Linked DNA regions of Mus musculus: regions 1, 3, 4 and 5 are each linked to region 2. Evidence: chromatin contacts called from public Hi-C and promoter capture Hi-C data. All regions are on one chromosome and are shown on one strand. The core of a region is the stretch at or near the end of the contact, and the rest is flanking DNA. Distances in the headings are between cores, read along the strand shown.

Evidence for each region. Promoter capture Hi-C pulls out the DNA fragments that hold promoters and counts their contacts. Hi-C and Micro-C count contacts between places; a contact is called where the count stands out from the background. Capture Hi-C pulls out chosen DNA fragments and counts their contacts.
Region 1: a contact with region 2 is called in a promoter capture Hi-C map of liver. The contact joins the promoter of Spns2 here to the promoter of P2rx1 in region 2. A contact is called at or near these places in 4 of 39 promoter capture datasets (the C10 cell line, the HPC-7 cell line, liver and 1 more), 1 of 484 Hi-C or Micro-C datasets (the HPC-7 cell line) and 1 of 9 other capture datasets (liver).
Region 3: a contact with region 2 is called in a promoter capture Hi-C map of pre-B cells. The contact joins the promoter of Spns3 here to the promoter of P2rx1 in region 2. A contact is called at or near these places in 17 of 39 promoter capture datasets (the 3T3-L1 cell line, 3T3-L1-derived adipocytes, the C10 cell line and 11 more), 17 of 484 Hi-C or Micro-C datasets (CD8 T cells, the G1E-ER4 cell line, the MNK3 cell line and 11 more) and 1 of 9 other capture datasets (liver).
Region 4: a contact with region 2 is called in a promoter capture Hi-C map of embryonic stem cells, with 3 times the contacts expected there. The contact joins the promoter of Trpv3 here to the promoter of P2rx1 in region 2. A contact is called at or near these places in 2 of 39 promoter capture datasets (both in embryonic stem cells), 8 of 484 Hi-C or Micro-C datasets (embryonic stem cells and epidermal suprabasal cells), 1 of 115 datasets of contacts at active chromatin or transcription factors (stem cell-derived neural progenitor cells) and 1 of 9 other capture datasets (adipose tissue).
Region 5: a Hi-C map of the G1E-ER4 cell line shows a contact between it and region 2, with 2.2 times the contacts expected there. The contact joins the enhancer-like site here to the promoter of P2rx1 in region 2. A contact is called at or near these places in 4 of 39 promoter capture datasets (hippocampal neurons, neutrophils, pre-B cells and 1 more), 3 of 15 datasets of contacts at CTCF or cohesin (the NIH/3T3 cell line, large pre-B cells and pro-B cells) and 5 of 484 Hi-C or Micro-C datasets (the 63-12 cell line, the G1E-ER4 cell line, embryonic fibroblasts and 2 more).

What each region holds. Positions count from the first base shown.
Region 1 is chr11:72,488,556-72,493,825 of GRCm38.p6, forward strand. Spns2 (spinster homolog 2) reads right to left here and starts at 1,365. Exons shown (of 13, transcript NM_153060.3): 1 at 871-1,365. The coding sequence starts at 1,240.
Region 2 is chr11:72,995,679-73,000,741 of GRCm38.p6, forward strand. P2rx1 (purinergic receptor P2X, ligand-gated ion channel, 1) reads left to right here and starts at 3,467. Exons shown (of 12, transcript NM_008771.3): 1 at 3,467-3,773. The coding sequence starts at 3,637.
Region 3 is chr11:72,547,699-72,553,183 of GRCm38.p6, forward strand. It overlaps Spns3 (spinster homolog 3), which reads right to left and starts at 2,548. Exons shown (of 12, transcript NM_029932.3): 1 at 2,300-2,548. The coding sequence starts at 2,510.
Region 4 is chr11:73,265,090-73,270,079 of GRCm38.p6, forward strand. Trpv3 (transient receptor potential cation channel, subfamily V, member 3) reads left to right here and starts at 2,431. Exons shown (of 18, transcript NM_145099.3): 1 at 2,431-2,573; 2 at 4,552-4,691. The coding sequence starts at 4,573.
Region 5 is chr11:72,669,519-72,674,555 of GRCm38.p6, forward strand. It overlaps Ube2g1 (ubiquitin-conjugating enzyme E2G 1), which reads left to right. Exons shown (of 6, transcript NM_025985.4): 3 at 3,442-3,539. Among named protein-coding and RNA genes, the nearest start is that of Ankfy1, 18 kb to the right of the region's middle. Within about 2 kb of position 2,078, at least 15 of the 459 cell types and tissues checked have an H3K27ac peak or open chromatin away from gene starts, as enhancers often do. A contact at or near this core is called in the G1E-ER4 cell line and pro-B cells, where this site is marked.

The DNA of each region.
Region 1 (5,270 bases), core at 115-2,614, 510 kb before region 2:
CAATTCACAAACGGAAACAGACCTAAACACAAGCTGAAACTGGCCCAAGGTCACACACACATTAAGCACATTCAGGATAGAAACCCAGTTGTATCCATTTCAGTCTCAAACCTGGGGTTGAGTCGCAGAGATGCTCAAGGAGCATGAGGCTGCCTCTCTTTAGACCAACCCCCCCAGCCCCCGCCCCCAGGCCTATGCCCTGCTCCAGGCTCCAAGCGCCATGGAGCAGAAGGAGGCGTCTCCAGGCCTCAAGCCAGGGCCAGCTGCAAACCGCATCCTGGGTCCCCAGGCGGCACGGACCCGCCCCGCCCCTCCCTCGGCTCCCCGCAGGCCCGAGCCTTTGTCAGCCACGCGCTTACAAGCTCACACACACATATCCGCGCTGCCACGCGCGCGCACACTCCGGCTGCCTGGCGCACACCCGCAAGAGGCGCACACACTGGCCGCACGCATGCAGGGGGGTGGCTGAGACCGAGGAAAGAAGGAACAGACGGGCCGTGCAAGCACAGACGGCCTGGACTAAGGGAAAAGGAGGAGAGGCCGGGGAACCTGCGGCTGTGGAGGAAGGGGGCGCACAGGCGATAAGGCAAGAGAGACGCAGAGGAGACTCTGGGAGGACAACGGATGAGCCGTCAAGGGCTTGGCGAAGGCTCACAAGCTGCTCCAGGGGTGGAAACTCCACCAATCCCTAACACGGGGAGCGTGGGGTGCTTTGGATTGGACCCATGGAACGCCAAAGCATCGCTTGAACAGAGGGTCCTTAGGGACTCTCCAGAGGGCTTGGATCTAGGGAGCTGGCAACCAAAAGCTCCCTAGGGCATCTGGGATGGAAGGGCCCTGGTCCTCGGGCTAGATGGGGCATTTGCTCACCTGCCACAGTGTACCTGTCCAGGTAGTTGAGCACGTTGCCTAAACTCAGGATGGCAGCAGCTGCCCCCCGCCCTCGGCCTAAGCTGGCCGGTTTGGGCTGCGGCGCGCTGGGGCCCTTGGCAGCTGCTGCGCAGCCAGGGGTGCTGGGGATGCTGGGGAGTCCGGACGGGACCCGCCTCACGCTGCCGGACAACGTCTGCACCTCTTCGTCGGCGGACACGACTCCAGCGCCCCCAACACCCCGCGCCCCGCAGCAAGCGCTACCTCCAGCCCCTGGCTGCGCCCCCCGGCGCCGGCGCCGCCGCTCGGCGTCCGCCTCCTCCTCCTCCGCGCCGCCCGCCGCCGCCGAGGCGCATTCCAGGCACATCATGCCGGCCCGGGCCGGGGCGGCGGGGGGCGCGGGGGGCTCGGGGGACGCGAGGCCCAGCCCGGGCCCGCTCAGTGCGTGCGCGCGCCGCGGAGCCGCCGCTGCACCATCCCGGCCCGGCCCGTCCGCTTCTGCGCTCGGGCTCCAGCCCTGGCTGCGCCGCTGCTACTGTTCAGTCAGTGAGACGCGCGGCCCCGGCGGCTCTGACAGCTGCGGCCGGCCCCGCCCACCAAGCTCGTGTGCCCAATCACCTCCGGGCTCAAGCCACAGCCCCGCCCCGCACGTGCTGCCCCGGGGGGTGCGGGGGCGCCTGGCCGCACAGCCCCACCCGCCTGACGGGGGCGCAAGTCACGCAGTAGCGCTGCGGCCACGGAACCCTCGGGGATCAGGAAGCGATTGCGGGGAGCTGCAGCACCGATTAGGATTTAGGTGAGGGAAGAAGGGTACCCCAGACCCTACTCAACTTCCACCCTGCCCCTGCGATGGGAGAGGACCCCTGGCTGAGGCCGAGGAAGGCCCATGGCTTAAGCTACGCATTAAAAAAAAAAAGTCTCAGATGGTCAAAACTGGGGAACCTGTTGTAGAGCTGACTCCAACAGTTACTCACCTTAATTCAGTCTGTTTAGGCAGCGCTGCCTAAGAAACATGATTGGTGGACCCAGGACACAGACCTCATGAAGGTCCATTGCTCTCCTCTATAGAGAAGCACCTCCATGCTATGACCTGGGCTCACTCTGACCATATCTCTACCCCCCATAGAGTGGAGCTTGTGAGAACCAGGGCTCGGATTAGAGCCCAAAAGAACCAGGAGGGCCTCCTCAATGCCAGGCAGGGTGTCCTACACCTGTAACCCCAGCGTTTGGGAGGCTGAGTCAGGAGAGATCCAATCTCAGACAAACGAGAAGGAGAGGGGATGGAGCAGAAAAAGCCTTTGAGGGGGGTACCATCTCCCCAAAACCCTTAGTGAAAGTTGGAAAGCTGGATCCTAGCCTATATCTGCTCTTGCGTGTGGCTTAACATTGGACGAAACCTCTATCTTTCTGGGTCTTTGTTTCTATTGGGGGAATATAGTCCAGGTAGTTGAGCACGTTGGGGGGGGGGGGGTTGTCAGTTCTGGAGAATGGCTAGGTAGCTTCTGTGTAAAGAACAGTCTTCTCTTGTAAGTCCATCATTTGGGAGGCAGAGGCAGGTGAAACTCCGAGGTTCCAGGCCAGCGAGTCCAGGCCAACACGTCTCTAAATAAATAAATATGTAAAAGGAAAGAAAGAAGTTAAAACCCAGTATAGCATGTTCTCCCTAGTATGTGCCAAACCCTTGGTTCAAATGAGAGAGTCAGGGGAGACTTAATTCAGCCCCTCAGATATCCAGTGGTTTCTGTCTGTTTCACAGACAGACTTCAGGTCACCAAGGTGACCCGTCATAAACAGACAACTAGTCAATGGTCTGGTTGGTACGAAGCCAGGGCCCTGAAATCATCTTGCTAGTGCAGGCTGCTCCAGAGCCCACGTCCACAACAGGAACATCTTGTGAAGGTGTCAACCACAGTGAGTCATGGCATAGCCAACGGATGACAAAGCATAAGGCACTCAAGCACACACACACACACATACACACACACACACACACACACACACACACACACACACACACACACACGAACACACACACACACTCCACTGTCTTAGTGAGCAGAGTTAATCCCCAAGCTGGTGTTTCTTGGCGCCTTCAAGGTGTCTTTTAAATTCTGTGAACTGACTAAAAATATGCTTCGGCGTGTTGAGTATGAATGACTGTGACGGAAGGTTAGGAAAACAGATTTCATTCTGAAAGTTGCCTGCTGCCTCTTTCCAGCTGGCTGGATTCTGGCCTGTAAAGTCAGTCGGGGGGCGGGGGTGGGGGGGGTTTCAATGCGTGGCCAGGGATAACAGGTGATTAGCAGACAAGCACAGACCCAGAAGCTCCATGGGGCCAGATCTGTGTGGCTGTGCCAAGCGAGAGGACCATGTCTGCTGTGGATGCTGCCCAGCTGTGTATCTGTGAAGGAGGCTCTGCACGATGGCTTTGCACTCTACCCAGGCTGCGTCTCAATTTCCCACCCCTGAACTCTCACCCTTTCACAACCCTGGCCTGCAAGGCCAGTTTTGGTTTTGATCCACTGCCCTTCATCTCCACCCCTGGTTGAATTCTAGAGTAGGAAAAGAGGGCAGTCTTTTGAGTCCTTCATATGTGGGGCCACCAAGCAAGCCATCCATTCCTATTATGAGACTTCTAACTTAAAGGCAGTTTCTGGAGTTGATCCTGTGTAAGATAAAGGGCCCCAACCCATGGGCAGGGCGATAGAAACAATAAGCTCTTTCTGGCTGTGTGGCTGCGCACAGATGAGGGCTTTGTGAGAACTCCTGGCAGCATCCTAAGACCATAGGATGGGCCTCTGGGTATTGTTTGTTTTGGAGAGGGGTTGAGGTAGAGTCCTGGCTGTCCTGGAACTCACTGTGTAAACCAGGCTGACCTCGAAACTCATAGAGGTCTGCCTGTTTCTTCCTCCCAAGTGCTGGGATTAAAGGTATGAGCCACTATGTCCTTCAGACCTGTGTGCTATTATTTCTGTCTCTGTGGCAAGGATACTGAGAGACTCTGGAGAAAGAAGCAGTCTGCCCTCCTAAGCTCCTAAGCTCTCTTATGGCTACCTCCTAAGTCAGTACCTTCCTGGTTAGCCATCATTCTACCCACATCTTCTTCAGAACTCTTTTCTTCTGGACAGGATGAGAATCTGAACTCAGCAGTGGCTCCAGGACCTTCTGATATTCATTCATCTGCTCCACACTGTAACTGCCACACAAGAGCTAGCACATACCTATAATCCAGAACCAGAGAAACTGAGGCTGGAGGATTGCAAGTTCCAGGCCAGTGTGACCCACACAGTGTGACCTTTTCTTAACAACAAATTCCAAAACAAGTTAGGTCAGAACATTAGGTGCTATTACTCCAAGGATAACTATATTTGGGAAACGGTAGGGTAAACAGAGATATTTCCTTATTGAGAGACGTCTCAGATCCTTTGCTATGACTGTGCTGGCTAAATTTATGTCAACTTAACACAACCTACAGACGTTTTGGAATAAAGAACCTCAACTAAGTAACTGCCTCCACTAAATCGGTATGTGGGCAAGCCTGGGGTGCATTTTCTTGATTAATGATTTATGTAGGAGTGCCCAGCCCACCATGGTGGTGTCATCCCTGGGTAGGTGGCCCTGGGTGCAATAAGAAAGCAGGCTGATCAAACCACAAAGGACATAAAGTAAGAAGTGTTTCTCCATGGACTCCGCTTCAGTTCCTGACTTCAGGTTTCTGCCTTGAGTTTCCACCCTGACTTCTGTCAATAATGGACTGTGGTGTGTAAGTGTAAGTAAAATAAATCCTTTCTCCCCCAAGTCGTCTTTGGTCACGATGTTTTGTCACAGTAATGGAAACTAGCCTGGATAATGAGTGTGTGCATTGCAAGTCTCTCAGAAGCAGGGAGAAGCTACCATATGCCCACAGACAGTTTGTAAGACTATGATGGCTCTACGGCTCTACAGACCATTCTGTGAGAACATACAATGAGCTCCATCAAGGCTGGTGATCTAGAGATCTGTTCCTCTCACCTCTGGCATCTCCACATGGTAGCATCTCCCTGGCTTAGGCTGTGGTAGCTTCTCTTATCACTTGCACGCCCTTTGGGCATCCTTCACTTACACATGGGGTCTCAGTGATCGCACATCTGTTTGTGATACCCTGACCACCGCTCTAGATGGTGCTCACCATCAAGTCACCCAATGTCCCAATTATTCTCCCAACAGTCCCCCGACACCTTAAGCTATCCTCAGTGGAACTCTGCATTCTCCCCTCTGATCTGCTTCCCATTGAGGCAGCATTTATCTTCTGACCCACAGTGACAGCAAAGAGAAATCCTTGACTGTCACTGTCTTACTTGCCCCCTTATTTAGATAGAGCCCGTCCAGTCTCGCTTTCAGTGGTTCCCACTGCCCACTGA
Region 2 (5,063 bases), core at 2,217-4,716:
CAGCTGGAGCTCCACATAAACTGGACTCGATGGCACATGTCCTAATCCCAGCACTTGAGAAATGGAAGCAGAAGGATCCGAAGTTCAAGGTCACTCCCTACTGCAAGGTCAACTGAAGATGCATGAGACTGTATCTTAAATAAATAAGAAAGAGTCATAGAAATGGTTAAGTGAACCTGTGTTGCCCATGGCTATAGAGGGGTGGCAACCTTGAGAACTGACCAAGAAACAAGCCTCTTCAGCGAGCGTAATGGAATTGGGAACAGGGACCTATGTCAGCCAGAGCCCCTTACTATTGGACAGAAAAGGTCTGCGGAGAAAGACACAGCAAGAATGGAGGTGGACCAGCAGACCACGATGCCTTGGGCACTAAGGATAGGCGCCAGCCTAGTTATGACCCACAGTGGGAGGGAAGAGGTCTGGAAAATTCAGACAATGGGGAGAAGCCAGGCCTGGGGCCATGGCTGGTACCCAGCCTTCTCCATAGACCTCCCCTTGACTATTAGGTCAAGAGCTTTGTTCCAACAGCATCAGAGGGCCAGTTGGGAGTTGGGGTAACTCCCTGAGGACACCAGGGCAGACCCATACAGTGTGGGAGTCGAACTGCCAGAGACCCTGAGTGACTAAGAAGATAAGTAGGAATCAATGCCACTCACCCTGTTGAGGACTCAGGCTGCCCTCCAGGCCTGGGCACTGGCTCCAGGATGGGCACTGACCCCCTCCATACCCACACAGCCGCTAAATTTAGCCAAGCAGGGGAGGCTGTCCTGGGGCCGAGTCGTTGGCAGCAGGGCCATGTCTCCCTACAAGGCCCGGCCCAGAACTGGAGCTGGCCACCCGGCCTTTGGGCTTATAAGGCAGGCTTGGCAGATCTCCAGTGTTGGAGTCTTCGGGTGGGACCTGAGCCAAGCCCTTAGACTTTGGGGAGCCTCTCTTCCATGCACAAGCAAACTCAAGAACTTCTTGTTCCATGACCTTTGACCAGGTGTTCAACTTCCAGAGCCTTGGTTTCTGCATCTGTATAATGGGCATTCTAGCATCCACTTTATAGGGCCATAGTAAAGAAAAGGCCAGTGAACTCCATTGTGTAGAATTCTGACATGTGTTCTCTCCACCTGTACTAACAAAGCCTAGGGCCAAAAGATGTCTGTCCTTAAGAGTGAACCAGTGCAAGAGATGTGTGTGTGTGTGTGTGTGTGTGTGTGTGTGTTACTCGAATATCTGGAAGTGTGTGCATATGGAGGGGTGTGTGTGTATGTGTGTGTGGAGGCTGCAGGTCAACATGAGATGTCTTCCTCTCCCCATCTTTTTTTTTTTTTTTTTTTTTTTTTTTTGCAACAGGTGTTTTCATTGACCTTAGAGCACCACATTTGAGCTTGGCTGGCCCATGACCTCCAGGGATCTGCTGATCTCTACCAGTCCAGCATTGGGTTACAGATGTATGCTGCTGAGCCCCCATGAATGTTGGGAAGCCAAACTCAGTTCCTTGTGCTTGCACCGGCTGAGCCACCCCTATAGTCTCATGTGGTTGGCTCGATTCTGCAGGGTTATTATCAAGAAAAGAAAGTTGTGCCTTTGGTGGCACCTTGGGTCTTTCAGTACCTTCAGGTGGCCCTCTCTGCCATGCTGACTGAGAACAGGGCTGATGCCCAGACACAGGCCTGAGGGTGTATCTAACAAGCTATAAACCTGGCTTCTTGGGGATGGAGTGAGTGGGGGAAGAAGAGGAAAGAGCAGGAGGAGGAAGAGGAAACATAAAAGGAAAGAGGATAGGGAGAAAGAAGAAAAGGAGAAAGAAAGAGAAAGGAAGGGAGGAGGTGAAGTGGGGGAAGAAGAAGAGGAGTATGGGAGAGGGCGGCTGTGGCATGAAGCAACATACTGGACAATGACTGCCTTCCTTTTCCTTTCTTCTCTCCATCCTTTCTCTTCTCCCTCAATTGGAGCAGGTCCCTCTCTAGAATATGGCGTAAGCATCGTCGGGGCGGGCACAGAGATGGCTCAGTCTTAGCACCCACCCATTCCTATCACACACAATTCATTTCTGGGCCTACTGCTGTAACAGCTGCACGTGAAGTCAGCTGGGAGAGGGACATGCCCTTTTGTTTGGGGTCAGGGTAAGGTCACAGAGCCTGCTGAAGCTCTGACTCCTTAGGAAAAAAAAAGCGAAGGATGTGGTTCCCACCACCCTGGCTCAGTGGCGTCAGACAGTTGAGAGAGTTCCTACTGGAATGTCAGTGTGTGTGTGTGTGTGTGTGTGTGTGTGTGTGTGTGTTTTCTATTCAAGAGGTTGGGGCTGGTCCTGGGTGCTGGGAGGGGACATGCAGAAAGCAGCCCAGTTTGCATAAGGGTTCGGTGCCAGGCCCAGGGGCCATTCGCTCCCTGTTAGTAGCTCATGAGGAAGAAGATTCCTTATCAGCACTCAGCGTGGGTCGGCTTGGCCGGGGGTGCAGAGCAGTGAAGGTTACCAAGGAGACCTGTGCTTCAGGCTGGTTCTTCTAGTAGGCCAGGGTGAGAATGCTTCCCTCTGACCCTAGGTGCACAGTGTGAGCCAGCCTGATCAGGTTCTTGGGACCCTATGCTCAGGGTCTGCTTTACTATTGAGGAAGGCAAGGGTTGTATTGGACCTGAACCCTAATTCAACAGTGTATTTTAGTTCTCTGTCCTGGAGGTTTCTGGGACCGTCCCCCAAGGGCTTCTTCACTCTGGGGAAAGTGTTATGTTGTCCCACTTTACAAGAAGCAGACTTAGAAAAGCCAGACAATGCCCCCAAGCCCTCAACAAGTGACACAACTGCCTAATATCAGGCTTTCCAAGCTGGGTCTCAGAACTCCCTAGGGATAGGTGACCCTAGTCTCGTCTAGATGTCTACCTCCCTGTCTGTTCTGGTGGTAAGGATGGGATGGGAGTGGTGTCAGGAGTACAGTCAAGCAGGTCAGACAGAGGGAGAGCAAGGTTGCAGATAGAGATGCCAGCCTGAGGCTGAAGTTAATGGGTATAGACCAAGCTTGGACTTGAAGGGACTGACGAAGAGGGAGTGTCCAAGGGTAGCTCTAGGCTACAGGACTTGACATCAGTTCTGTTCATCTTCCTGCAGGTCCCCAGGACTGAACTGTCTACTCTGAGACTGTGGGGGTGGGGATGGAGGTAGAGTGTTGAGGGATTGTCCTGGCGAGACCCTTCAGTTCTGTCCTGTCAGGTTCCTGGAGTGGGGGTAGCCAGTAGCTTTATCTCTGGCCCTGTGGCTGGTGGCCATGGTGGTTTCCGGAGAGCAGCTCCTGTTTCCGGAGGCCCAGCAGGGCCCAGGCGGAGCCTTGAGGGGTAGTGGGGCTGGGCCTGGGTGGCCTCACTGGCTCCGCCTCTGTCTATCTTTGGGAATTTATTTCACGGGGCACCACTGGCCGGTACTCCACTGCCTGCCAGCAGTCAAAAGCTGCTCTGATCACCCTGGGTTTTTCCCTCCTAACCCAGATCCCACCAACGAACCTCCAACTCTGGCCCCACTTGGCCTGCTCTGTTCTTAAGGGGCTGGGAAGCCTCCAGCCACTCCACTGCTCTCTCTGTAGACACAGATGCTAGCCTGCCCTTGACCACAGAGGCCGTGCGGGGGGCTTGTCTCTGAGCCCCTTCTGGCCCACCATGGCTCGGCGGCTGCAGGATGAGCTGTCAGCCTTCTTCTTTGAGTATGACACTCCCCGGATGGTGCTGGTACGAAACAAGAAGGTGGGAGTCATTTTCCGTCTGATCCAGTTGGTGGTTCTGGTCTACGTCATTGGGTGAGTCTAAGTCCCCCTCCCAACACCTTTGGGCACCAGTCTTCTACATGTGCCAATCCTCAGAGCTCTGGGGTACCCTTCATCTCTCCAAGCACTGGAAAGCTCTCCTGGTGAGCCTCCATGCCTTAAGAAGGAATAGGCCCTGTTAACCTACTGTCAAGATGGAGACACCAATGCAGGATAGGACACGCTACTCTGGGTGCATGGTGACCAAGGGGCAACACCATTGTGGGTCCTGAGGACATTGTAAAAGGCCCCTTCTAGTGAGTGAGTGGCACGCCCTGCAAGAGCCCTTTTCACCTCCAACTTTCCTCATGCAACTGAAACAAAGCAATGCCTCATTTTACTCGCCAGAACATAGGCTCTGTTCCCGTCTCTCCAGTCAGAACAAAGGACAACCTGGGAAATCCAGGTCCCTGGGGGACTAAAAGACAATTGGATTCTGAACACTTAGCATCTTGATGGAGACACAGAGCAGGAAGTAGTCTCCATTCCCAAGTGTGACATCTCCTTCCCTGGCACAGGGTCAGAGCAGCACAGGTCTCCTTCAGCTATCTGGCTAGCCTGGGAACCATGCAAAGGCTAGCAGGCCAGGCAGGATCTTGTGTTTGCATGTGTGTTGTGTGGGCTAACATGGTATTCTATGACTGCCCATGTCCTATATATTTAGCCATGTACCGGTGGTTTTATATACCTGGTTGGCTACGCAAGCTTACAGCTGTGTCTCTGTCTGCCCTGGGTCTGAGGTAGCTGGGTACCAGAAGTGTCACATGTCAGGAGCATCATGCTTACTTACAGTCACACTAAAAAGAGCCTCTAGAGGCTATGAGATCAGTAAAAGGGTTGGGTCCTAATGGGAGCCTGAGAACGCCCAGTACCCCTGCCTGCCTGTGTTGTGTGGTTCTGAGGGCTCTGCAAATCCCCATTTGGGGGGACTGGGACTAAGAGCCCAAAGAGTTACTCATGTGGTACTAGCCTCTTGGGAGTATCTAGTTCCTAGAGTAGCCTTTCTTCTGCTCACTGATGCCCTAAGATTCAGAGCTAGTCAGGTGCAGCCAAAGCCAGGATCCTTCAGCTGCATTTCAGGCTATGTCTTGGTCACAAATCAAGTTGGTCAAGCTTAAGAGGAAGACTAAGGCCCATAGAGGAGCCCTGGAATTTCTAGGTCACTAGGCAAATCAACCCTGAACCTTTGCTCTGTCTCCTCATTTCCCACTCCCTACAAAGTTTCCAGGAAACTTTCTGATGGGTACCAGTAGCCTCCTGCTGAGCACAAGAGGGGCGTAAACG
Region 3 (5,485 bases), core at 1,298-3,797, 450 kb before region 2:
CTCCTACTTAAGGTTTTCTCCCACATGGTTCCCCATTGCCTGGACCAGAAATTACAAGCTCCCCAGGCTGGCATTCAAAAAGCCTGTGATCTTGGACCAAACGCCCTCTGGGGGATTGTTTCCCCGCTTTCTCCCCACTACCCCTTGACTCCTCTGATCAGTACTGCCTTGATTGACATGTCTCTGATCCCCACCCTTAGGCCCGGGTCAAACGCTTCCCATGTATGAATTCTGAAGTCATTCATCCTCAGGGCTGCCCTGCTGGCACCTACCCCACTCTGTCTCACTTCAGACCAAGCTGGGCACATGGTCTGTGCCCCTCTGAGTTGCTCAAAGATACAGCCCTGCTCTGATAATGTCTGCAGACCCCAGACTCCCATTCATTCTACAGAGGTTCCCAGCTACTCTAAATACATAGCTGATGGCCCAACATTGGGGCTTTGGTCATGGCCAGCAGTGGCAGTTACTCACCTAGGCTTCCCAGCCTGCCTGACTCCATTCATCTGCACCATTCCCTGCCTCTCTGCCTTGCATGGTCGTTATTGGTAAACAATTCTCTGAGCCCTGTAAGTCAGTTGCCCCTGCAGTAGGAACCACACATCTGAGTTTCTCCTAGGTCCTACCAGAGGCACATTCTCTCAGTGCTCCCACTCACAGTGCTCCCGCTCTCAGTATTCCTGCTCTCAGTACTCCTACTCTCAGTACTCCTGCTCTCAGTGCTCCTGCTCAAAGTACTCCTGATCTCAGTGCTCCTGCTCAGAGTGCTCCCACTCACAGTACTCCTGCTCTCAGTACTTTTGCTCTCAGTGTCTGCTCTCAGTACTTTTGCTCTCAGTGCTCCTGCTCTCAGTATTCCTGCTCTCAGTGCTCCTGCTCTCAGTACTCCCACTCTCAGTGCTCCCACTCACAGTGTTCCTGCTCTCAGTACTCTTGCTCTCAGTACTCCTACTCTCAGTACTCCCACTCTCAGTGTTCCCACCACAGTGTTCCTGCTCTCAGTACTTTTGCTCTCAGTGCTCCTGTTCTCAGTGCTCAAGCTGGAACAAGTGGATGATGAAAGAACAGCTAGGCATGCTGTCGCACCTGTAACCTCAGCACTTAGGAGACAGAGGGCAAGAGGATTGGGAGTTCAAGATCATTTTCAACTGCATAGTGAATTCAAAAGCAACCTGATCTTACTTAAGACCTTGTCTCAAAAACAAACAAACAAAGAAAAGAGGCTGGGTGGTTTCACCCCAGTAAGTGATCTGCAGCCTCTCCTGAATGGTCCCAAGCCAGAACAGGGCACAATGTGTGTGGGGGCAGCGGTGTGAGTGGGTGGATGGGACTGTGCTCTGCAGCAAAGGCGTTGGGTTCAGGATGGAGCTGCAGGCAAGGTTACGGAGGGCAGAGCAGCCCTCTACATCAGTTATTAGAGTGCTTATCCAGCATGCACAAAGACCCTGGGTTCAATCCCTAGAACTTCATAAAGCATTGTGGTGGCAAGCCTGTAATCCCGGCCCTAAGAAGGTGAAGGCAAGCATATCAGCAGTTCATGATTATTCTCAGTTACATAGCGAGTTTGAATCTAGCCTGAGCTCCATGAGGCCCTGCCTCAAAAAAGAAATGAAGGCTGACAAGATGGCTTAGCCTGTGAAGGCGCTTGCTGAACAAGCTTGGAAACCTTAGTTCAATATCTGAAGCTCAAATAAAAGTGAAGGAGCATGCACACACAGGCACACACACATACACACACATGTGTGCACGCACATGCATACACACTCTGTCTTTTTAAAGAAAGGGCTGAATATAAACTGATGAAGGAATGAATGGGTGACTAGATGAGAAAAGACAAGTGGAGCCCAGACACAAAGGAGTGCGTAAGTGAGAGACAGAACACAGAAGCAGGTTGTACCCTGTTTCCAATAAGAAGAAAGGCAAACTGTGCAAGGTAGGCCAGCAGCCGGCTGCCCCAGAAACAGTGCAGGCAGAGCCATTCTCACTTGGGAGCTTGGCCAAGCTGCTCTGCCCTCCGTAACCTTGCCTGCAGCTCCATCCTGAACGCAAGCAACGCCTTTGCTGCAGAGCACAGTCCCATCTACCCACTAACACCCCTGTCCCCACACACATTGTGCCCTGTTCTGGCTTGGAACCATTCAGGAGAGGCTGCAGACCACTTGCTGGGGTGAAACCACCAGAGCTGTGCTCCTAGAGAGGTACGAGGGCTTGGAAGAAGAAGGCCACCAAGGATACACAGTTGTGGGCTTTTAGAAGGGGGGTATCTGAAGATACTGCCCCACGCTACCCCTCCCATGCTCACCTGGGATGATGAACCAGTTCATGTAATTCAGAAGGTTGATGTAACAGAGAACAGCTGCAGCCAAGTAAGCTCTCCAGCGGGGCAGGCTCCAGGGGACGGGTGTGGAGGGAGGCAGACACGTACCTGAAGCCAAGGCCCCATACTGCCCACCTTGGCTCAGGCTCTGGCTCTGTGGCCCTCCTGTCTGAGGTTTGAGACACTCTGTGGACATCCCCTCAGCAGTGCTAACTGCAACTTCTCTGTCAGAACGGGTGCCGAACAAAGCTACATCAGCTTGCCACCAAGTCACTTCCTGTGGGCTCCCAGCCTCTCAACCTCAACAGGCTGCCCCTTTAACTGCCAGACACCTTATCATCGCAGGTTCCTGCTGAGCACAGCGCAGCCACACTGGTGGGATTTCATCACTCTAGGCCTCTTAGCCCTGCTGGGGTAAGACGCCATGCACTGGTGATTGGATAACTCTGTGGTCCCTCAATCTAGCCTATGGCTGCAGCAGGGGCAGTGAGGAAGAGACGCTCCTAGGACAGGAAATGAGAGGAGTGTCCCCAAGCCTTGCTCACTGCAAACTGCCCTGCCTGTGCAGAAGATGGGCCGTTAGCACAGCCATGAACCAGGTTAGATACAGGAGGGTAGGTGTTGACCAGGATGGTAAGGAAATTGCACAGAGGAACAAGATAACAGAGATATCTGAAGACATAGAGACAAGCTTATGTAAAACTAACCCATGGGGGCTGGCAAGATGGCTCAGCCTGTGAAAGTACCTGCCACCAGGCCTGCTTGACATATGTTTGATCCCCAGAGCCCATATGGTGGAAGGGGAGAACTGCACAAAGTTGTCTTCTGACCTCCAAACATAACATACACCAAGGCACACAAGTGCACGTGCAGGTACAGGAGTACTCTCTGCTCTGTCTCTGTCTGTCTGTCTGTCTGTCTGTCTGTCTGTCTCTGTCTCTCTCTCTCTCTCACACACACACACACACTTTCACTCACATCCATACAGACACAGAATAAATAAATTTTATCAACAAGGAATAAGTCTAGGGAGATGTTCTCAGGGGAGCTGTAGAAATTGATTGCCAGTTGCAAGGGTAGAAAAAGTACAAATACACAAAGCCATCAGTGATGGCCCACACCTGTAATTCCAGCACTTGGGAGGTGGAGCTAAGACTATCAGGAGTTCAAGTTCACCATCCCTAGCTACATGGTGAGTTTAAAGCCAGCCTGGGCTACATGAGACCCTATCTCAAAACAAAACAACATTAAAAAAGAGTAACCATACAGGCCAATGAGATGGCTCAGCAGGTAAAGGCACTTGCTGTGTAAGGCTGACAGCCCAAGTTCAATCCCAATCCCAGGTAAAGATGGAAACTAACTCCACAAAGTTGTCCTCTGATCTCTATACATGTGTCATGGTACATGTGTCTCCACACACATCATGCACACGCACACAATATATTTTAAAAGTATTTAACAGCCAGGCATAATGGTCCATGCCCTTAATTCCATTTAATTCCAGCACTTGGAAACATAGGCAGGCAACTGTCTGTGGCCAGCCTGATCATGATCCACAGACAGAGAGGTCCAAGTCAGTCCAGTCTATGTAGTGAGAAGACACTGTCTCAGAGCCAGGGGTGGGGGCTGGAGGGTGCTGTGGGGTGTTGGGCAGAGATCTGACAGTTATGTGCAACCACCGCCTTTGCCTGGCATCTGTACCGAAGGGGAAATGCACAGTGCCAGATGCCAGATGAATGGATAAAATTAGAGTACAGAAAGTAGATCAGGAAAAAACTTCACAGCTGTCCGATGCGCTCAGGTGCCAAGCATTAGTTATGTAAACAAATGCCCTTGATCTGAAGTGTCTGCGGGCTGCAGTGTCTACGATTTACTCTTTCAAGTGGTGCTGGAAAACATTAATAGATCCTAGAGTTAGTAAGCAAACAGGGGTGAAGGTTGAGGCACAGAAAGATGGCTCAGTGGGGTTAAGGGTGATTGCCACCAAGGCTGACTACCTGAGTTTAATTCCTGGGAACAACAAGATAGAAGCAGAGAACTGACTCCTGAAAGTTGTCTTCTGACCTCCACATGCATACACACGAAAATAATAAAAATAAAATACAAGCATGTAAAAATGTCAAGTAAAGCAAATGAGGCAAAACATTAGCAATAGATGAACCTAAGGCAAAAGTTAGATGGTGTTTCTGGTCTTATACTGTAATCTTTCTGTACGTTAAAATGATTTCTAAGTAAAAGTTAAGTCAGAAAATGACAACCCGGCTTTAAAATGTACAAAGCACTTGAGTAGATGCTTCTCTACAGATACACAAATGACCAACAAGCTTGTGAAAGGCTATGCAACATTACTTAGAGAAACGCAAGGCCAAACCACTAGGAGATACCACCTCACACCCACTGAGCCACGGCAATAAAGAGAGGAAATGACTGGTGTGGGCCAGGCTGCTGAAACACGGGCAGTGTCGGTGATGCAGCCACAGGAGATAGGGTTAGTGGTCCTCAAAAGGTTGAGCCTAGAACTGTCATGGGATCCAGCAATGCGCCTTCTATGTACATACCCCACAGAATGAAAAGCAATGCGCCTTCCGTGTACATACCCCACAGAATGAAAAGCAATGCGCCTTCCGTGTACATACCCCACAGAATGAAAAGCAATGCGCCTTCCGTGTATATACCCCGCAGAATGAAAAGCAGGGATTCAAAGAAATATCCTTACACCCAGCTTCGCAGCAGCACACATATGCATATAAATAAAAGTGAAAATATGAAGTAAGACTAGACCTACAGAAGCAGCTAGGAGTGGAGTAATAGTCGTAGTGTGTGCATGGCCCTGAATTCAATCTCCAATATGAAAAGAAGGAACAGAGGGAGGAACAGAGGGAGGGAAGAGAGGTCAGAGAGAAAGATGGCTGGGGCTATATCTCAATGGTACAGTGCTTGCATAGCATGCAAAAGGCCAGAGGTCCTCGGTTCAATTTTGCAATAGTTGCAATACTAAAATAATAATAAGTGGAAACAATAGAAATGCTAAAGATCTGAGAAACAGGCAAGCTGTAGCATGCCCAAACAATGAGATATTATACAATCATAAACAGAAATAATACAACTCATCACAGATGATCCTCAAGAACAAGGCCGAGAAGCCAATCACAAACAGTCACAGCATCATCG
Region 4 (4,990 bases), core at 1,181-3,680, 270 kb after region 2:
CTCAGCTAGCAGGATGAGGCACACATGGGTATCATGGCAGACACCTAGAGGTTGCCTGATGTTCAGGCGTCTGGAAAGCAGGCTGGGGCAGAAATAAAGAGAATCTTCCTTTTCTCTCTCCTTGCCTGCATCCCACCCCAGGCTCTGGCCCAGTCTCCTCTTCCACACATAGATAGCCATATCTGAAAGGTCTCTTCCTTGTATGTTCTTCCCAATATGGAAGGAGAGTTCAGATTGCTGAAGAAAAGTGAGCATGGTACATTTCAGGGCTGCTCCAGGAACTGGGAACCTGGTAGTGGAGGACAGTTGAATGAACCCTACAGGTAATCCACATGGCAGACAGGACCAGGCAAGCAATGCTGGGTTTGCAAGGGCTGGAGAATGAGGTAGAAGGAAGGACATGGGACTTCCGGTGGCATAGGCCTGTGGTTGTGCTGTGTGGATCCAAGACTCAAGATAGAGAGCTCACAAAGACAAGCTTGATTCCCTGTAGGTAGCCAGAAGCACTGCCTTCAGCGTGTACCACCGGTTCAGCCGGGTCAGTCCCCTGTTAGATTATAGTGGTGACAGTCACTGACTGGCCAGTGGCCAGCCCAACTCTGGGTCACTAAGAGGTCAGGGTTGAGCCAGCAGCCTGGGGTCACTCAGTGGACTGCATCTGAGCCCCATGTCTGATCACTTTGTTGAGTTCACACATTACCCTAGGCCTTGAAACGAGCTGGGGTCTTAGGTGTCTTGACACTGCTGATGAAGCTTTCTTTCTTCCACTTCTAGCCCACATGCTCCCTCTGATTTGAATCTCCATTTTTCCCTTTAGATGAGTCCCTTTCACCTCAGTTGGCCCTTGTCACCTGTGATGGAATGATCCCTGCTGGAGCTGGTCTTCTGGTTGGTCCATAAGCTTTGAAGGCAGAGATAACACTCTCAGGTTCACTGCTGTCTTGCAGTGGCCTCCTATGTATCGTGTCTCACGATGGCTGGATTCCATGACACTGAATCGTGGACCAGTGTTTGGTGTTACACTGGGTTTCCATGAGGTAACCCTTAGAGTAGAGGGGCTTCCCCTAGTCCCTGATGTTATAGAGAATGCTTTTGGATGAGAGAGATCAAGGAGCTTTTAAGTTAGTCTCCAAAGAAAAGTGTGAAAGCAAGGAAAGTTTCAACAGAGAGCCGGGAATAGCCTCATGCCCAGGATGCTGAGACATCAGAAGGGAATAGCCTCATATCCAGGATGTTGAGACACCAGAAGCAAACCTGGGCCAAGGCTGAGTCAGGCCCGGGCAGGTGAGGAAGAGAGAGGCCACATTTAATTGAAGGTAGGGCTTTGATGGTGGTGTTTCTGGAACAGTGACGAGGAATCATGAGCACAACTGCAGGTTTCCATGGATCAAGTTGCAGGTGTGTGCCCTCCCGAAGCCACACCTGAAGCTACTCTGCCCTGGCCTGGCACAGGCCTTTCTCTCTCATGGGCTAGACCCTGCCTCATTCCTCCTCCCCAGGCCTAGCAGGTTGTAGTGATCAGGGATCTGGGATCCCGCCTCCTGGGAACAGTCGGGAAAGTCCCTGCTGCATCAGCCAACAGCACTGTCTCGGAGCAGGGACTTCCATTCTAAACCTGTTGTGCCTTGCCTACACAACTTCCCTGCGGAAGATGTGCAGTTCCTGAGTCAAGTTATGCTCCACCCCTTTCCCAGAAGCCATTTGGGCATGTAGGGAGGGCACAGAGTTTTCCTGTAGTGCTCTGGCCTTGAAGAACAGTGGCACAAACTATTGCTGGGTGAATAAATATTGTGACAGTAACACCTGCTTGTCACAGGTTAATGAATTCACTCTAGGCCTTGTTCTATCTCTCCTCAGTTGCACCCTCATTTATGCTCTACCTTCCAATACAGGTTCGTATGATTGACAGGTGAGGAAACCCAGGCTTGGGACAAATGACTTGCCAAAGATCACAGAGGCAGGAAGTGGCGAGGTTGTCACACACAAATACCCATGATACATGTTATCTGTTGGGAAACATTGGACTTCCTCTGTTTCTGAGGGATTTGGTCCCAAGAACTATTTTTGAAAGATGGAGGTCAAGTCTTACAACTGGCCACCAGGATAGCCTTTGGTTGTAGTCTTGATTACGTATGTAGCTTCTATACCTCCATCTTGTCTCTCCATGACAGCCTTGATCAGTAAGTTCCCTGTAATGGGTCCCATTTCCCAAGTGAGGAGACTGATGCTATTAATACCCTCTGAGGATCAAATGTATGAGGGAAGGGCTGGGACTATAGCTTTGTGCCACAACAAGCACCTTTCCTGCCTTTTCTCCTATGGGGTGAGGCTGTTCTGTGGGTGTGGAGGTGACTCACGCAGGACACGTGGGTGGTGGGTGTGGCCTGCCTGATGCCGAGGGCAGGTGGCCCAGCCAGTTTTGCCTCTGATGCCTCATTCCAGCTGTCAGCTATCTCTGTGCCTACGATGAGAGCCTCTGGCCACCTCAGCCACCTTCCCGACGGTGGGTTTTGGGCCCCAGACATGCGGTGATCTCAAGGCAAGGACTGCCACCACCATCTGGAACCTGCCAGGTAAATCCTTGTCACCCAGAGAAAGCTAGTGTTCCCCAGAAAGACTAGAGTGCGGGCCTGGAATCCTCTGGACCATGTCTGCCCTTTGCCCATGGGTCCTAGGAAGGTGTGGGGAGAGCTGGGGTTCCTTTTAACAACAGGCAGAGGAGATAATGCAGGTTCTGACAGGCCCAGGAACTTTCTGGGAATCTCAGGAAGAGAAAGCTCCCGTCTCTTTCAGCTAGCTTAGGGGTGGATGTGAATCTCCATGGCTGGAGTGTGATGGGTGTTTAAGACGGGAGCAGCTATCCCAGCGCTGAAGAGTGACCACGCCCAGGCACTCACGGGTTATTGAGATAGCAGCTATGGAGGTCTCCTTCTGGCCCCTGCCTGGTCTGCGTCCCTAGGACAGGCTGCTTCAATCAGTGTCAGAGCCTTGGCAGGTGTGACATGGTATTTCTCGGGTGAAGGAGCTGGATCGCAGGGCAGGGAGAGAGTCCAGCAGGTGAGGATGCAAAGCAAAGCATATAGGGTGACTCAGGAGTTAATTATAGCTGCTGGAGCCTGAGTCCAGACTGCTCTGACCCCCGCTCACCCGAGCTGTTCAGAGTAGCCCACACTCATGGCCCTAGCACAAGAAAGATGGAGCAACTGGTGTCAGGGGACCGACCACTCAAGCTATTTCTCAGGAGAGAAACCAGAGGATGAGGGAGGATGAGGAACACCTCTGTCTACTTCTGCTCTTGACTCAGCAAAGTCTTTTTAGCCCCACAGGTCCACTGATTGCTTTGGGTAGAGGAAACATAAATACCTATCTGGCTTTGGCTGCGATAGATGTAGGCAGGGGCTGAAAAGTTACTTCTATAGCTAAGTAAGCTATCTGAGGTGGCTTGCATTAAGGTTGGTCCCCTGACTTCAGAATTACCTCTTCTTGTCCACACTGCCTTTCTATGTCTATCCTTCAAGGTTAGCAGCCTCTTCCCCCTCACCATGCTCTTCATAACAGCTTCCCCCAGGTCACCGGTCTCTCTTGTCCCCATGGCCTGTTCTCCTTCAGGCTCTGTTGCCTATGTAACCCAGAACCTTTCCCTGCTCCCTGCTTCCCTGACATCAGTCTCAGCTTCCAAGTTCTGCTCGAGGGCTTCACAGTGTGGCTCAGCCTGCTGCCAAGCCCTTCGCTGCCAGGGCTCTCCATGAACGCATACAGGGTCTCCAGCTCCACCCGCTTTACCCTCATTGAATTGCTTTGAGCCCTGGTCATTGTGCAGGCTGTGCCCCCAACCCAGATGGCATTTCTGCTGCATCCCAGTCTGTAAACCATCCTTCGAGATCCATTTCCTAGTCTCTTTGGAAGGTTTATCAGTACTTTTTTCTAACTCAGCCCATACTGACCATTAGTAAAGCACGTTTGAACTGAAGGGTTGGTCTATATCCTAGAGTAAGGGATTCTATGTCTTCTAGGTAAGAGGGTGTCTACCAGGGTGCCATGGTTTGGCTGTAATTAGCTTGTCGGGGAAGAGCAAGAGAAGGGAAGTGAGTGAGCTGCAGAGACTACCAGCAGATGCTGAGAAATCCAAAACCTCCAGCTGTGTTATTCAGAGCAGCATCTAGAGCAAAGGAGGTGACATTGATGTCCTGTTAAGTGTTAAAGTTAAAGGTTCTGTGACCTTGACAAATAGATCTGAATACAAAGTCTTAAGTAGGACATTGAGAAAGCAAAGTTAAGTCTTAGAAGTCTGTCTAGAGAGTAATATGGCAGGAGATGGTGATGGGCAGTTAGAGGCAGGGTGGTCCTTTTCTGGGTGCTATGCTGGGCTCTCCTGGTGCTTTGGAAGCTGGGACTATGGAAACTGTAGGAACAGTTTGCCTGTTCCCAAGAAAGGCTGGCAGCCTGGAAAATAGGGAGTGAGCTCTCTCTTGGAGGGGTATAAGCAGGAGTTGGATGATATCCCATGAGAGTCTGAAGCCACCAGAAGTAACCTCTGCCCCTCAACCTCAGCATATGCCTTAGGCTCCAGCAATGAATGCCCACTCCAAGGAGATGGCGCCCCTCATGGGCAAAAGAACCACGGCACCTGGCGGGAACCCTGTTGTACTGACAGAGAAGAGGCCAGCAGATCTCACCCCCACCAAGAAGAGGTAAGACTGAAGGCTTGGGCCTGAGTGTTGTACAGTATGGGACACTGGAGGCACCCTCCAGGAATTCCTTGCTTCACACAGACTCAAGACTCTGTTATTTGGTGTGGCCTGGTAACAGGCTGGGTATAATTGGAGGGACAGCCCTGCATATTCAGGTGCCTTTGCTGAGGTCTTGATGACCGGTATAGGAAGAGGGTCTCCTTGGAGGAGTTGGGGGGCACTGAAGCAAGAACATTCAGGAAGACTCTTGGAGGGATAAGAGTTGCTGAAGCCATTCTTGAGAACAGGAGTAAAGGGTG
Region 5 (5,037 bases), core at 828-3,327, 330 kb before region 2:
GTAGAGGAATCCATTAAGAAAATGGAGAACTAGCATAATTATTTTGGGAACTTTTAGAAAAATAGAAAAACATCTGCTTTAAAATTTTAGGGCAACACTATTAAGTAAGTTTGACAATTACTTATAAATAATTTAGAGGGGTAATGGCAACTTTTTAGCATAAGAATTCCAGTCAGATATTGTGAAGCTTTTGAATGAATTAAATCAACCAAAATGAAGTGACCTTGGAAAAATAAGTTGCAGGGATTTTGTGGAGGCTGTTCTAATGCCCTTTTACATACATTCTTGGCTCTTTCCTGGATTTATAGCTTTCTCAAATTCTATCTACTTATTTTCTACTCTAATTATAAAATGCTTATCTTTGAAACTAATTACTTTCTTTTTAATTCTTGATACCTGTGCTACATTTTATGTTCACCTTTCCATGGGAAAGAAAAGAGAGCTTTAAAAAAAAGACTTTAAAAAAATTGTGTTCATGTGTCTGAATGAGTTATATGAACATCATGTGGGTGCAGGTGCCCCTGGAGGCTAGAAGAAGGCATTGGATCCCCTGAAATTGGAGGAATAGGCAGCTGTGAGCTGCCACATGCGGATGCTGAGAACTGAACCTTTGCAAGAGCAGTAAGTGCTCTTAACCTCTGTGTCATTTCTCCAGCCTTACATCATTCCTTCTCCATGGTTATGCTTTTTATTAGCTTTATTTTTTCTACTTCTAGCTAATTTCTGATGACTTATTATTTGGAGGCAGGGTCTCATGTATCACAGGCTAGCCTTGAATACCTTGCTATGTATTAGAGGAGGACCCCTATTCCTAGTTGTCTTTCTGCTAGTTCCTCCCATTGTCTTAGGACCTAGTTTTCTTCCCTTTTTAAAACCCTTAATTTGTATTATGTACAACCTTCTTTTAATCCCCCCACCCCTAAAAACAAGAGAAAAGATCATTCTTTCTCAGGCTGATACGGTCTTTCTTATTTGGCTTAGGCTGGCCTTGAACTTAAGGGAATCACCTTGAGTTGCCAGGCATACACAGACTTCCCATATTTAAATGTTAATTTTCTCATCAAATTATCCCCTTCATTGTGCACATTCTTTACCATTTTTCCATTTAATCTTTTATGGACTGTTTCTTACTGCTTACTTCAAGTGTGTTTTTTTCTTTTTATGCTCTGAACCCTCAGCTTACCTCTTTACTATTTGGAAATATTTGATATTAATAGCATGGCCTGCAACTCCCCCACCCCACCCCCCAACACACACACACAATGTGTTGATAGACCCTGTGCATGCAGTGCCTATGGAGTTCAGAAGAGGGTGTCTGATAGCCAGGAACCAGAGTTACAGATGCTTGTTAGTTTCCATGTGGGTGTTGGGAATTGAAGTCTGGTCTTCTGGAATATCAGTCAGTCTGAAAAACAATATTTATAATTAAAATTTCAATCTGTACTGAAATGTGCAAAGCACAAAGTTAAAAGGGTCCCATGTTTTACATCCTACAGTTAATCATTGTTACATGTAATGTGTTGTTCCTGTTGTTATTATTGCTGCTGTCATCGTCATTATTTGATTGATTTTTTTTTTTTTTTTTTTTTGGTGACAGGATTTCACTATGTATCTCTGGCTGTCCTGTAACTCATTCTGGAAACCAGGATGGCCACCAATTTAGAGCCTGGCTTTTTTTTTTTTTTTTCCCTTCCCCTTTTGAGATAGGAACTCTGTCATTTTTTCTTTTCTATATTCTTTTTAAAGATTTATTTAATTTATGTTTATGAATACACTGTAGCTGTCTTCACACATACCAGAGAATATCAGATTCCATTACAGATGGTTGTGAACTCAGGACCTCAGGAAGAGCAGTCAGCGAGTGCTCTTAACCGCTGAGCCATCTCTCAACCCCTTCCCCCCCTTTAAATATACATATATAACAATAGCTCCACTCACAGTCCCTCACCACAGCCCTCGCAGCTCATAACCACAGTGACTAGAGACTCTCCAAACTTGAGGGATGAAGAGCAGCATTCTGTTGAGTGTTAACATTACACATGAGCGTAAACATACCAGCACATAGTCAGCAGAATTCGAACCAGTGCATGGAGAAAAGGATTTCAAATCCATTGCCTTAACCACTTGACCATGACCACAGCTGTGTTTCTATTTTTATGTCAGTGTGCAAACATCTTTCCCCATCTTTTAAAAATTACTTGTTAGTGTGAGTGTGCATAATGTGTCTGTGGGCATGTGCTCCACAGCATAGATAAAGAGGCAAGAAGACAAATTTGTAGTTTGTTCTGTCCATCCAGCTTTAAGTGGGTTTTGGTGATAGAGCTCAGGGGTCAGGCTTGTATCTCAAGTGCCTTTGTTTCCTGAACCATCTTATCAGTCTAATACACACCCTTTTGAGATTGGGTCTTGTTGTGTAGTTCAGGATAATGTTGAACTAGATATCAGGTGCTAGAATTCCACGACACTGTCACCATTTAATCATTGTTCTAAGGTCAACTTGGTTTATTTTAGCTGTATGGACAGTTAGTTGTGAGCTGCCATTTGGGTGCTGGGAATCAAACCTACATCCTCTGCAAGAATAAGTGCTCTTAACAACTGAATAATCTCTGTAGTCTTCAGCTACCATTCATATATTCATCTGCGCAGGGATTGCTATCCACAGTGGACTGGGTCCTCCCATGTCAGTCATCAGTTATGACAGTCTTTCACAGACATTATCACAGACAAATATGACCCAGAAAATTCTTTAATTGAAGTGTTCTCCTTTCAGGTGGTTCTAGGGTCAAGTAGATAATAAAAACTAACCAGGACACAACCCATTTTCAGAGTGTTACTGGGTAGTATATTAGACAGTGCAGACATAGAGCATCAGTATTGCAGTATTTCTACTCTGAAAAGTCAGTAGTATAAAACCTCTTTGGGAAATCTTTTTAATTTATTACTGTCCTTTTAATGAAGTTTTAATATATGATGAAATGAACAAACAATTAGATAAAAGAAGTGTGGCAATCTGATCCCAGAGAGGGAAATCACAAAATATATGCCTAAATTTTAAGATGAGAAAGAGATTGATGGGTATGGCCAGAGCAGAGAAGAAAGATCATTTGAAACCGATATAGAAAATTCAGGAACTTGAGTCATGCAGACAAGATTAAACTTCCTGAATTTCATTTGAAGACATATACTGAAAAGACTTGTACCATATCACCAGTGATCTGATCTGGACACCTGTTTCCAGTGTTCCTTTTATTTTTACTAACTACCTGAGAGTTTAACAAAGCAGTATTTATAGTGGTATGTTAAACTGCATATTTGTATTCAGGAAACTAATTTTTTGTCTACCTTTTTGTTGTTTTATTTTCCGTACCCTTTTATGTGTCTGAGTGACTTGTAAAGAGTAACTTAAATGCATGAACTTGGTTTTTCTTTTATTTTTTTCAGTGAAGGTGGTGTTTTTAAGGCTCATCTCACTTTCCCAAAAGATTATCCCCTCCGGCCTCCTAAAATGAAATTCATTACAGAGATTTGGCACCCAAATGGTGAGTTTTCTAATTTTATTTTTACATTTGCAAATATAATGATTTGTCACTAAAGATTTCACAGCTACCTCAGTAAAAGTGCTTAGTGATTTTATGTTTGTTTTTTTGTGTGCATATGGTCTCGTAATTGACTCAATACAAAGGTCCAGCCTGCCTGCTTTTGGTATCTATCTGTCAGTGTTCACATGCACAGCCACACACAGGCATATGTTCATACATGGAAAAGAAATAATTTTTTCAAATTAATGAACAGATGGAGGCAATCATTTAATAATTCCACTTATGAAATGTGTAGAATATGCAACTCTGAAGACTCAAAGTATATTCATGGTTGCTTAGGACTAATGGAGAGTTTGAAGGGGAAGAGGGTCAATATAGATTATACAAGATTTTGTGGGCAGGGTTGGGGTGGGGTGATGAAAGTTACTAAAATGTATGTGCTTTGGTTGTATAACTGAGAAGTATACTATATAGAAGTAATTGGAGCGCATGCTTCAAATAGTTGAGTAATGTGGTGAGTGTTAAAGTTATTATGGATATCTGGTAAGATTGTTAAGTGAGTTAAAAGAAGCTGTTGCCATGTAAGCTTGGTAATCTGAGTTGATCCCTGGGACCCAACAGAGGTCGGGGTCGCACCCCACTAAGTCATGCTTTGGCCTCTGCACATGGGCTGTGGCATATATGTCTATAGATACACATAATAATAATAATAATAATAATAATAATAATAATAATGTAATTTGAAAAAATGCTACATGGCAAATAATAATTTGTGTAGCTTAAATGTATTTCAGTTTAGACTTCTCTCTCCCCACCCCACCCCACCCCTCTCTTATTGATGGCTTTATTTGTTCATTGTTTTGGTTTAGGGTTTTTTGGTTTGGTTCTTTCTTTTTTTTTTTTTTGAGACAGGTTGTCATTGTAGCCTTGGCTGGCCTGAAATTATGTGTGTAGATCAGGCTGGCATTAAACTCAGAAATTATCCTGCCTTTGCCTGTCGTGTGCTGGAATTAAAGATGTGTACTACCATGCCTAGCCCTCACACAGGGTTTTCAAGTGGATTTAGTATTAGGAATAAAGCCATTTGTAAAGAACATTGAGATGAAAGGGGAAAAAAAAATAACAAGACAAAACATTGTATGGGGAATAGAGCATTTTGGCAAGATAAGTGTAAATATTAAGTGTATAGCTAGCTATGGAGTTAACAACAAACATCTCACAGAGAACATAGTTGTCATCCAACATACTCTGGGAAAACTTACTTAAATCAGAGATCACTAGAATTTAAACAGTATTAGTATAGAAGAACTTTTGTCTTGAGTAAGACAGCCATGATGGCATCAGAGTGTATTTGTGGGCTACATAAATGACATATTTCTTTAAAAGTATGATTTGGCATGATTCCAGTTTTGGTCATTCAACCTAAAATGCATTCTACCAACATTTAATGATGCACTTGAAGACATGATAATTGAAATATGACAAATTTAAAAGAACA